2 separate regions of the Gossypium hirsutum genome follow, and region 1 is linked to region 2. Evidence: chromatin contacts called from public Hi-C data. All regions are on one chromosome and are shown on one strand. Each heading gives the region's core, a stretch centred on a gene start, on an enhancer-like site or on the middle of the called end of the contact. The rest is flanking DNA. Distances are from core to core; before and after follow the strand shown.

Region 1 (4,711 bases), core at 3-2,502, 170 kb after region 2:
TTGCATATTGTTTGAACTTGTTAACTTTAGAAGTTAGAATTGGTAATTTGGTATATTTGAAATGCATGAGGTGTTGCAAATTTGTGACCATATGTATATGCAAGTATGCCAAAGGGTTAAAAGGTTATCAACATGGTAATTACTTGTAAGTTTGAATGAAGTGGTGAAATGGAAGTAACATTTATGCATAAATTGTGTTAAATGCTATTAAATGCTTAGGAAAGAGTATTAAATTATGGTACTTTGCTTGGTTGAATGAATGTAAGGAGTAACTTGTATAAATGAGTGGATGGAATAGGTACCAATTTGGACCATTTAGAAATAAATGGTCATGTCACGACGTCAGACCCTTGTTGTCGCAACAAGACCTAGTCAATGACTTGTGCAGCAACGAGGAACCCCCGAAGTTGTGATGTCAACTTGACATTTTGAATTCTTTACAATTTGGTCCTATTTTGACCTTAGGTTAGCAAAAAAGCTTTCGTAAGCCCGTATAAGACTTGAAAATGATTATGTATTGTATTATACACATGTTTTACTTGTATTTGAATATAATTAATCAAGGTGTTACATAAAACACCTTAAAACTTGGGTGACCATTCAAGTAGTTTACCCCAAAAAAGTTTTTCCTGGCTATATATATCCGAGTTCAAATTTTTTAACTAAAAAGGGATCATCTAGTCATCAACAATTTTTCTTTGGGTTAGTGCATTAATTGTGGCCAAAACTTGGTAATTGTTTTCATATTATGGATTGAATTTTTTTTTGTCTAAGTTAATCCTTGATATTTCATTGAAAACCTTAAAGTTCAGGGACTAAAATAAAAAAAATTCAATGATAAATTTGGATAAAAAAATTAAACTCTAATATGGAAACAATTATCAAATTCAAAGATTAACTTAAATAAAAAAATTAAAAACCTAATATAAGAATAATTATCAAATTTAAATATGATTTAACCATTTCATATATATATCCAAGTTTAAAATTTTAAAGTAAATGGGAGGATGAATGTCATAGGAATAAGCCTGACAAACTTTATACGCAATGATTTAGACTAAATATGTTTTTTTGCATCTTAGGCTAAATATGTTAAATACATGAAAAATAAAATAAATTAAGAGATAAGTTGAGGCTGACTTGGTCTTACTAATTGATAATCTAGAAAACGCGTGATCTCTTTAGTCTAAGTCAATGTCGTTTGGTTTGCATCCTAAACATAGTATCAATTAACCTTCCAAAGTGCAAATCAATCTATTCCATTCGCTTTACCCTTTTTCCTTTCGGAGGGTTAAAAGGGCCTACTTGGCCTTCCCTTGTGTCTTGAAATTTATTTCTGAAAGTTGACTCAACACCCAACCAGATCACCATCATTTCCTTGCTTTTTATTTCATCAGTTAAAGCATTTATAGAGGTAAATCCTAAATCACTTTTTAATTCTTATGGTAATTTGATAGAGTGGAATGAAAAGAAAAAAAATTGTAAAATTGAATGAGTTGAAAAAAGAGAGGAAAATCAAACATTTTTTCTTTTTATTAGTGTGTTTAATAAGAAAAAATGAAAAAAAATTGTAATTTTGAAATAATTTACAATTCTCTCTTCTAAATTAAAATGATAATTTATGTTATTTTCAGTCAAACATATTTAAAATTTATTTCTCTTCTATCTTCAAAATTCCCACTCAATCATGCAAAGGTTCTTAAATTGCAAGTTGGAAATTACTTTCTAACAGCAGTTTTGGAGTTGTCATTATCCATCCTCTCACTATTCAAGACTTAAAATCTAGGTTTACTATCATCCGAAACTTTCCTGTCATTTTATATCTTTCCAGCTTTTGTACTTTTTAGTTACTCTATTTTTATTTTTTAAATCTAATTATTAATAATACGAAAGTTAATAAATCTTAATTGATAAAAAAAGGTGATAATTCCTGTTTGTTGTTAAATTAAATTAAAGTAAACAATGTTCTCGTATCCTATTTTATTCTTCTGCAGTTATGCATATCCTCCGTACTATCTTCATTAAAATGAATGCTAGTTTCAAATCAAAATAAAATGAAAATGTACAAAACGAATTTCAAAGTCCATAAAAAAAAAACTTGTATACCTAGGTTTCTCTGGAAAAACCCTAACACACATTCAGGATCATATTTCCTTTTATTTAATATCACATATTAAAAACAGAATTATCCATTTAGAGATGCCGAGACCATTTTTAAATCGAGTTTTGGAAAATGGGAATCGACTTTAAGAAAAACGAAAACGGGAGTTGCCACCAATTTTTTTAGGTGTGATTGGATCACCTTTAAAACATTTTGTTTTAAAATCATTAGTTTTGGTCTACGAAATAAAAAGAACGGGTTCGGGAGTCGGTTACGTACGGGGAAGGATTAGCACCCCCGTAACGCTCAAAAATTGGTACCTAATTAATTATCAAATGTCTTTAAGGTCGGAAATTAAAAATTTTAAGATGCAATCCTCTTTTAATATTTTTGATTTTTGAAAATTAGGGTTCACTTATATCAAATAAATCAAAATATTACATCCAATAAGTTAGGACAAAATATTTTTAAGATATTTGACACTAAGTTAGCCTTTTTGGAAATCCTTATCTCGAAACGACAAACCGCCACATCCAGTAAGTTAGGACACAACGCTTTGAAATTTCAAGACAGTTGCTCGTATTTTGAAAATTTTAAAAACTTAGAAGGGTACTTGACTATTCGAACTCAACGAGAAAAATTGCAACCCAATAAGTTAGGGCACTACTTTTCTCGAAGCTTCCAAATACCAAGCATTACCTTTTTTATTTTTAAAAACTTTAGAATCTTGTTTTTTAATTAATGTATGAGGAATCACATTATCATTATGGAATAGAATATTGCAATAATAAGTGAATAAAACATGCATTTAAACGATACAATGGCAATAATACAAAGATCATATACTAGATACATACATTACATGACATCATATATATAAAGATATACATAGCATATATTGAAGATGAATAAGCAAAACATACAAACATACATAGTAATAATGAAGAAATGATGCATGATACACAATAAAAAAAATAGTAATATAATACCAATGTACATGTTCATAAAATATAACATCAAATAATAATTATAAAACAACATTTAATACATAAATGATATATACAATATAAAAATATATAAAAGAATTAGTATATATAAAAATATAAAATAAAGTGAGTAATTGTTAATGAAATATACTTATAATACAAATAAAAATATGATATTTAATGATAATTTTAAAATAGTATTTAATATACAATATATAATATATAATAACAAAAATTTACAAAAGAATAATAATTATATATAAAATAAAAATATATTAGTTTTTTTAAAAAATAATATATAAAATAAAAAGTATGTAAAAGAATTTATAAAATAATCATATGATATATAAAAAATATCAGTTTAAAATGAAATAAGACATAATATATAAATAAATGATTAATAATGAAATATGTATATAATATGAGTTAAAAATATAATTTAATAATAATAATTTACAAATTTTAAAATTATAAATAATATAATGAATAATATAAAACATAAATAATATAATAGATAATATACATTATACATAACATATAATAAAAAAAATAAGTAATATATAATAAAAATATAATAAATGTTATATAATAAAATATAATGTAAATATATATAGGAAAATAATATATGATAAACAAAAATTTTTATACAAATATATAAATAGTATTTTTGATAATAATATATGTATAGTTTTTTAAAATAAATAAATTATATATATAAAAAAAACAAAATTTGAAATAATAAAAAAGGGCTAAAATTGAATTTAAATATAATTATAAGCCTAATTTGCAAAATAATAAAAATTCTGGGCCTGATTTGCAAGAATTAAAAACGACAAAGGACTCCCTGGGCAATTTGCCCTAATCCTAAACGACGCCGTTTTCTGGATATTGTTTTAAAAATCACTTATGGGACCAAATTGAAACAAAATTAGAACACTAGGGCTAAATTAAAACTAAAACAAAATCAAACTGAAAATTCAGAAAACACGGGAGGATCAATCGGGTAATTTGCCCATTCTCCAAAAACACGCGGATCCTTCCCGGGTCATGGGTCAACCCGCTGATCCTGGAAGTTTTAGAACGTCACTGTTTTGAGCTTATTAGATTAAGCAAAAACGATGTCGTCTCATTGAGGCTATATAAACTAAGACTTAAGCCACAAATTCATTTTACACCGGGTTTTTTTAAAAAAAGTTGAAAATTCTCTGAAAAGGAGAGAACGGGGAAAGTCCGGCCTTTGGTCTCCGACTATGGTGTAGTACCTGCACACGCGCCACACGCACCGTCGTACACAGTGGTCTGAGGGTTTAAAAAACCTCGTCCTTCCACAGGTAATTCCTTCTCTTTAAAACGTTACGATTTTTTGAAAAAAACGATTCGTGTATTCGTAAAAGAGAAAACAAAGTATGAAGAATAATCACCTTCTGAATATTATTGCAAATGTTTGGTGTACAATGCTTTTGTGGTGTATTTCCCTCTCTCCCCCCTTTTTTACAGATTTAAGAGAAGGCTTTATAGCCTTAATCTACTGTCTATTTTGGAAAAAAATCGAAAGATTTCTTTCCAAACTCTGTTCTAATCTATTTACTGTAATCTTGCTTTGATTTCTTTCCTTTTCTTGCAG
Region 2 (4,788 bases), core at 362-2,861:
GCATTATGATTATTATTAGATTTGTAAAAAAAATAAGGGATAAAGTAACATTTAGTCCTTCAATTTGATAATTTTTCTCACCTTGGTCCTTAAACATTTTTTTTATTTACTTTAGTCCTAGAACTTGACGACTTTTCCTAATTTGATCTCTTAACTTGGCTTCTCTTAAAGTGTGATGACATGATACATTTTCATACTACCACATCATTACATGAAAAATTTTAAAAATTTATAATTCAAAATTTTTTGTATTTTTAGATTTTATATAATTTTTTTTTAAAAAAGTAGGTGATCACATCATCACACCTTAATGGAATTCAAGTTCAAGGGCTAAATTAAAAATTTATTTCCAAATTTTGAGACTAATTTGAACAAAAATAAGTTTAGAGATTAAGTTGAAAAAAAATTACCAAGTTTGAGAACTAAATAAAAAATGAATAGATATATAACATGGTAAAAAAGAAAAAAAAATAATTAGAAATTAAAACATTGGTATAAAATGACACAATAAATACTAATTTCTTAGTAAAAATCAAAAGCATTTCACAAAATCCATATCTAGAATTGAAAAATCTAATTTTTATTTTAGCAAATACTAAAAAAATACTTTAAAATTCTCCTTAGTCCTTACAAATAAATTCCTCATCCAAATAATGTTTAGCAAGGCTTGAATATATTTATGGTAGCTGAAGATATATACTTTTTTTTTTTCACTGCAACTATATTGCAATATTTTTAACTAAAATCTCCATAATTTTTCACCGCAAAATAGAAACATACCATTGGTAAAACCAACGGAGCATCCAACATCCAGGCCGGTCTCACTCTTGAACATGCAGTTCCCTGCTCCATTTTCGCACCTCAGGCAATTCGGTTCATTCCATGTCAACATAAGACCATTCCCAAGATTCGACCAACCCGTTCAGGAAAACGGAACCAAAACCGTCGCTATCTCTAAACACGACGTTGACAATGATGCCGACGAATCGAGTCGGGCCGCCGGTAGAGCCACGACATAAAAGTTTGTGCCGCTGAGACAAGATATATACTTTGCTTGATGAAGTTGTGTTGATGCAGCGGCGGAGGAATTGAAAAACGTGAAGCTTCGAGGATATAGCAAATCAAAAGGAGTACTGGATAGGTTAAGTCCATGAAGGAGACGTTTGGGGGTGCAATGATCAGGGTCGTTGAGCCATATATTTTGGAACAAATAGTCGATGTGTACGACATTGAATTCTCCGGAAAATGGAAGCGAAAGGACAGTTTGGGCTTGGTCCTTGCATGAGAGATTGAACCGGGGATAGCCACAACGATCGGGTTGGTTGCTGAGACGGAAAGGGAAACGAACCAATTGATTCCCACATGAAACACGGTAAATTTCAACGCTTGCTGATGGCTGAAGAGAGAAAAAAAAGACGATGAATAAGATGGTTTCAAATAGAGTCATTTGGTGCTCACCGGAAAACTAAGTAAAAAAAACCTTCAATTTTCCTTTTAAGCTTTCTCGAGTTAGTTGGCACCCTCGGTTAGGTAATTTGCGAGAGACTCAACTATTACACAATGGTTAAATTATGATACTAGTCTCTGTGCTTTACTAAAGTTGTATATTTAATCCACGTTATTTGATTTGGTCACTTTTAGTCTTTATATTTTTTAATTTTTAGAATTTCAATCCTCTCTAAGCGATAATTGTTAAATTTATTAAATTCTATTGTTTCTAAAATCTGATACGAAAAATATATTATCATTTGTATAATGACATGTGAGTTTGTTATTTCCACATATTACTGACTAAAACTGATCAAGTTAATGGATTAACAATTGTCATTTACGTCAAAACTAAAATTTTAAAATTTAAAAAATATGGGGACTTATAATGATCCAATAAAAAAATATGAACTAAATCTACATACAATACTAGTAACTAAATTTAACCAAAAAAATTATCAATATAAAGATTAAAAGTGATCAAATTAAAGCATAAAAATTAAATCAATAACGTTGATAATAACAAGATTTAACTTTAAAAATACAAGAAAAAGAAAAGTTAGAAGAATTTTATTGTAAACCAGATAATCCAAAGAAAATGAGTTCAAAGATGTCATTTTATGCTTACTCGGAAGGCGACTACATATATATTTAAAAAAAATGATGATAATTTAGTGTGGTCTGATACATTAAAAATGAAAATGTTAATTTTCAGTATATATATTATTGAGGCATCTGTGACGTTAAATAGAAAGAAACAAAGGAGGAGGTTGACATCTTGGATTATTTTAGAGAATCTTGTGATACATGGATATATTAATTTTCAGTATATATATTCTTGTTTGTTTATATTTTTAAATAATATAAATTGTGATGATAAATATATAAATGTAATACTTATAGTTATTATTAAAATTTATGTTTATTTAGTGATAAATAGAAATTGACATTTGTTATTTCAAAATTCTTGTTTACAACTTCAAATATACATCATATTTACATAAATTTCTTACAATTTTGTATAATAAATGAAATTTGAGTTCAGTTTTTTTTTATCAAAAGATTTTCAAGATTCCAATTCATACTCTCTTTTTTTAATTAAAAAAATAAAGTAGTAATTTTATTCAAAACAACACTAAAACAAACATAGTTTGTATAATCACAAAGCAAAGGCGAGACAACAAAATGCAAACAAGCAAAAACACGAAAAATTAGGAAAGAAAAAAAACTAAAGAGGAAGCAGAATAAAAGAAGCACCCTGCTTTGCCTAACAAATCAACATCTCGATTATTAAACTCCATCTATTTTATATTGATTAAGATAAGATATTTCAATCCTACTAGAATATGGCTTTACAAGCCTATAAATAGACATAGTCTATTCCTCTTGTATTGAATTCAATTTTTCGACATAGTGAATTTTTTTTTCCTCTGCCCGTGGTTTTTTCCCGAAAGGGTTTCCACGTAAAATTTGTGTGTTCTTTATTTTTTTATTTTTTCACAATATAACAAACCACTAAATATCACTAAGCCCAGTGGATTTAATGCCATTGATCATGAATCTCAATCTTCCAGGGGCTAAAGGTGGATTACGAATCCACTCCACCGCGCAAGCACTTTCTCTCTCCATGATAAGGGTAAAATTACTCCTCCAAGTTAGAAGACTGAAACAACCTCTTTAATCGCAAGCAGCGTTGCTAGAAAAGCATTAGCAAGTTCGATTGATTTAGAGAAAGAAAATAAAAACATTACCAGTCATGTCGCAAAAAATACCACCAGTACTTGCTGGTCCTGGATTGCCTGAACTGGAACCGTCCATATTAAACTTAATGGGAGGGGAAATCCAATTCAAAAAAGCTTTCATCGATCTTTGTGACCTACTAAAACCAATTCAAATAGACACTTTAAATATGGAAATGTAGAGGGTTCTTTTGATGGAGAGAGAAATCGTCACAAACAATTGAATGAGATATACTGAAAAAAGATGGAGAGGAAGACTGGAGCTGATTTAGTAACATTGAGTGCAATGGAAGGTGTGTTAGATCTAGTGCTCTAAGTGTAGTATTTTTGTCTATATAAGCTTGTAATTTTTTCAAACAAATTATTTAATAATTCATGAATTACATTAATACTTTGACCTCAAATGGTTTTTGCACGCAAAGCAAAATAGAAGTAAATGTTGCTCATTGGTTGTCTAATGTTTAACTAATACTAATAGATATTGCGTGGTCGGATCGTAATACAAAAAGGCAACTTGTATTAGTAGACGAATCTAAACATGTCCTTAGTCTAACCGAAAATGAGCAAACCGATTAAAAGATTAATATGACATCTATCAAGTCCAATTAAGGAGATGTCTTATCTTGGGTATCAGAACGGGTGACTCCTAGAAGATAGAAACGTAAATATAACTGATTGGACTAATAGTACATTGGACATGACCCAAGCAGAATAGATCCTGAATCCGTTTATGAATTTATTCACTTGTGACTTTCATAGTGTGACATACCTAAATCCTGAGTGGATGGCGGACTATGTACGCGTGACTCGTACACTTTGATGTAAGTAAAAGTCTGAGTTTAAATAGATAAGGAACTGAAAGCTAGTGCGTTGGGTGTATGACTTTTGTAGTATGTAGTGCCATTCACAATAGTAAAATTTCATAGCCCAAAACATGGGTAAATGATATTCTCTCATGGGCACTACATGGTTGATGAAAAGTAAATGTAGCCACAGGTCGTCCGTTTTTGTGATGAATGGCTTGACCACTATTTGATAGTGATTGACTTTTCATGAAAGAAGATGTAATGGCTATCATGAGATAAAATAGGATCATATTGGAAGAACGGATATTATCCCAAAGAGATCACAGATATCCTATGAAGGTAACACACTTATGTCAAGGTCATTGGACAAGCACTGAGCAGTTGCTTTCGTAATGGTATGTCGTTGAGGAAAGCTCAATCACGATACTATAGTGGAATGACTTCATGACTAAATGAGCTTATAATTAATAGGTGAAAAGCTAAAACTTAATTATAAATCATTTGAGTCTCAACCACATATGTCCAATAGGTTCCTCCTGATGTGAGCACGCCCGGGGCATCCTCGAATGCAAATCATGAATCAATCGAGCTTCCAAAATGCCCCATGACTCGAGCTCGAACCAAGCAAATTCAAGATGCTTTATCAGTCTTGATGTTGCGCATTTGGGATGATAACAAGGTCAATGACGTTGGAGGAGCTAAGGACAATGCCTTGAAGACTCCATGCACCATTTTGCAATCCAATCTCAGCTCCT

Evidence for each region. A called contact is a pair of places that touch in the nucleus more often than the background predicts.
Region 1: a contact with region 2 is called in a Hi-C map of leaf, with 2.4 times the contacts expected there. The contact joins the enhancer-like site here to the promoter of LOC107945824 in region 2. A contact is called at or near these places in 2 of 34 Hi-C or Micro-C datasets (leaf and seedling).

What each region holds. Positions count from the first base shown.
Region 1 is chrA08:77,489,604-77,494,314 of Gossypium_hirsutum_v2.1, forward strand. No RefSeq gene overlaps it. Among protein-coding and RNA genes, the nearest start is that of LOC121205029, 11 kb to the right of the region's middle. Within about 2 kb of position 1,253, at least 2 of the 9 cell types and tissues checked have an H3K27ac peak or open chromatin away from gene starts, as enhancers often do. A contact at or near this core is called in leaf, where this site is marked.
Region 2 is chrA08:77,322,061-77,326,848 of Gossypium_hirsutum_v2.1, forward strand. It overlaps LOC107945824 (putative RING-H2 finger protein ATL69), which reads right to left and starts at 1,612. Exons shown (of 2, transcript XM_041074681.1): 1 at 781-1,612. The coding sequence starts at 892.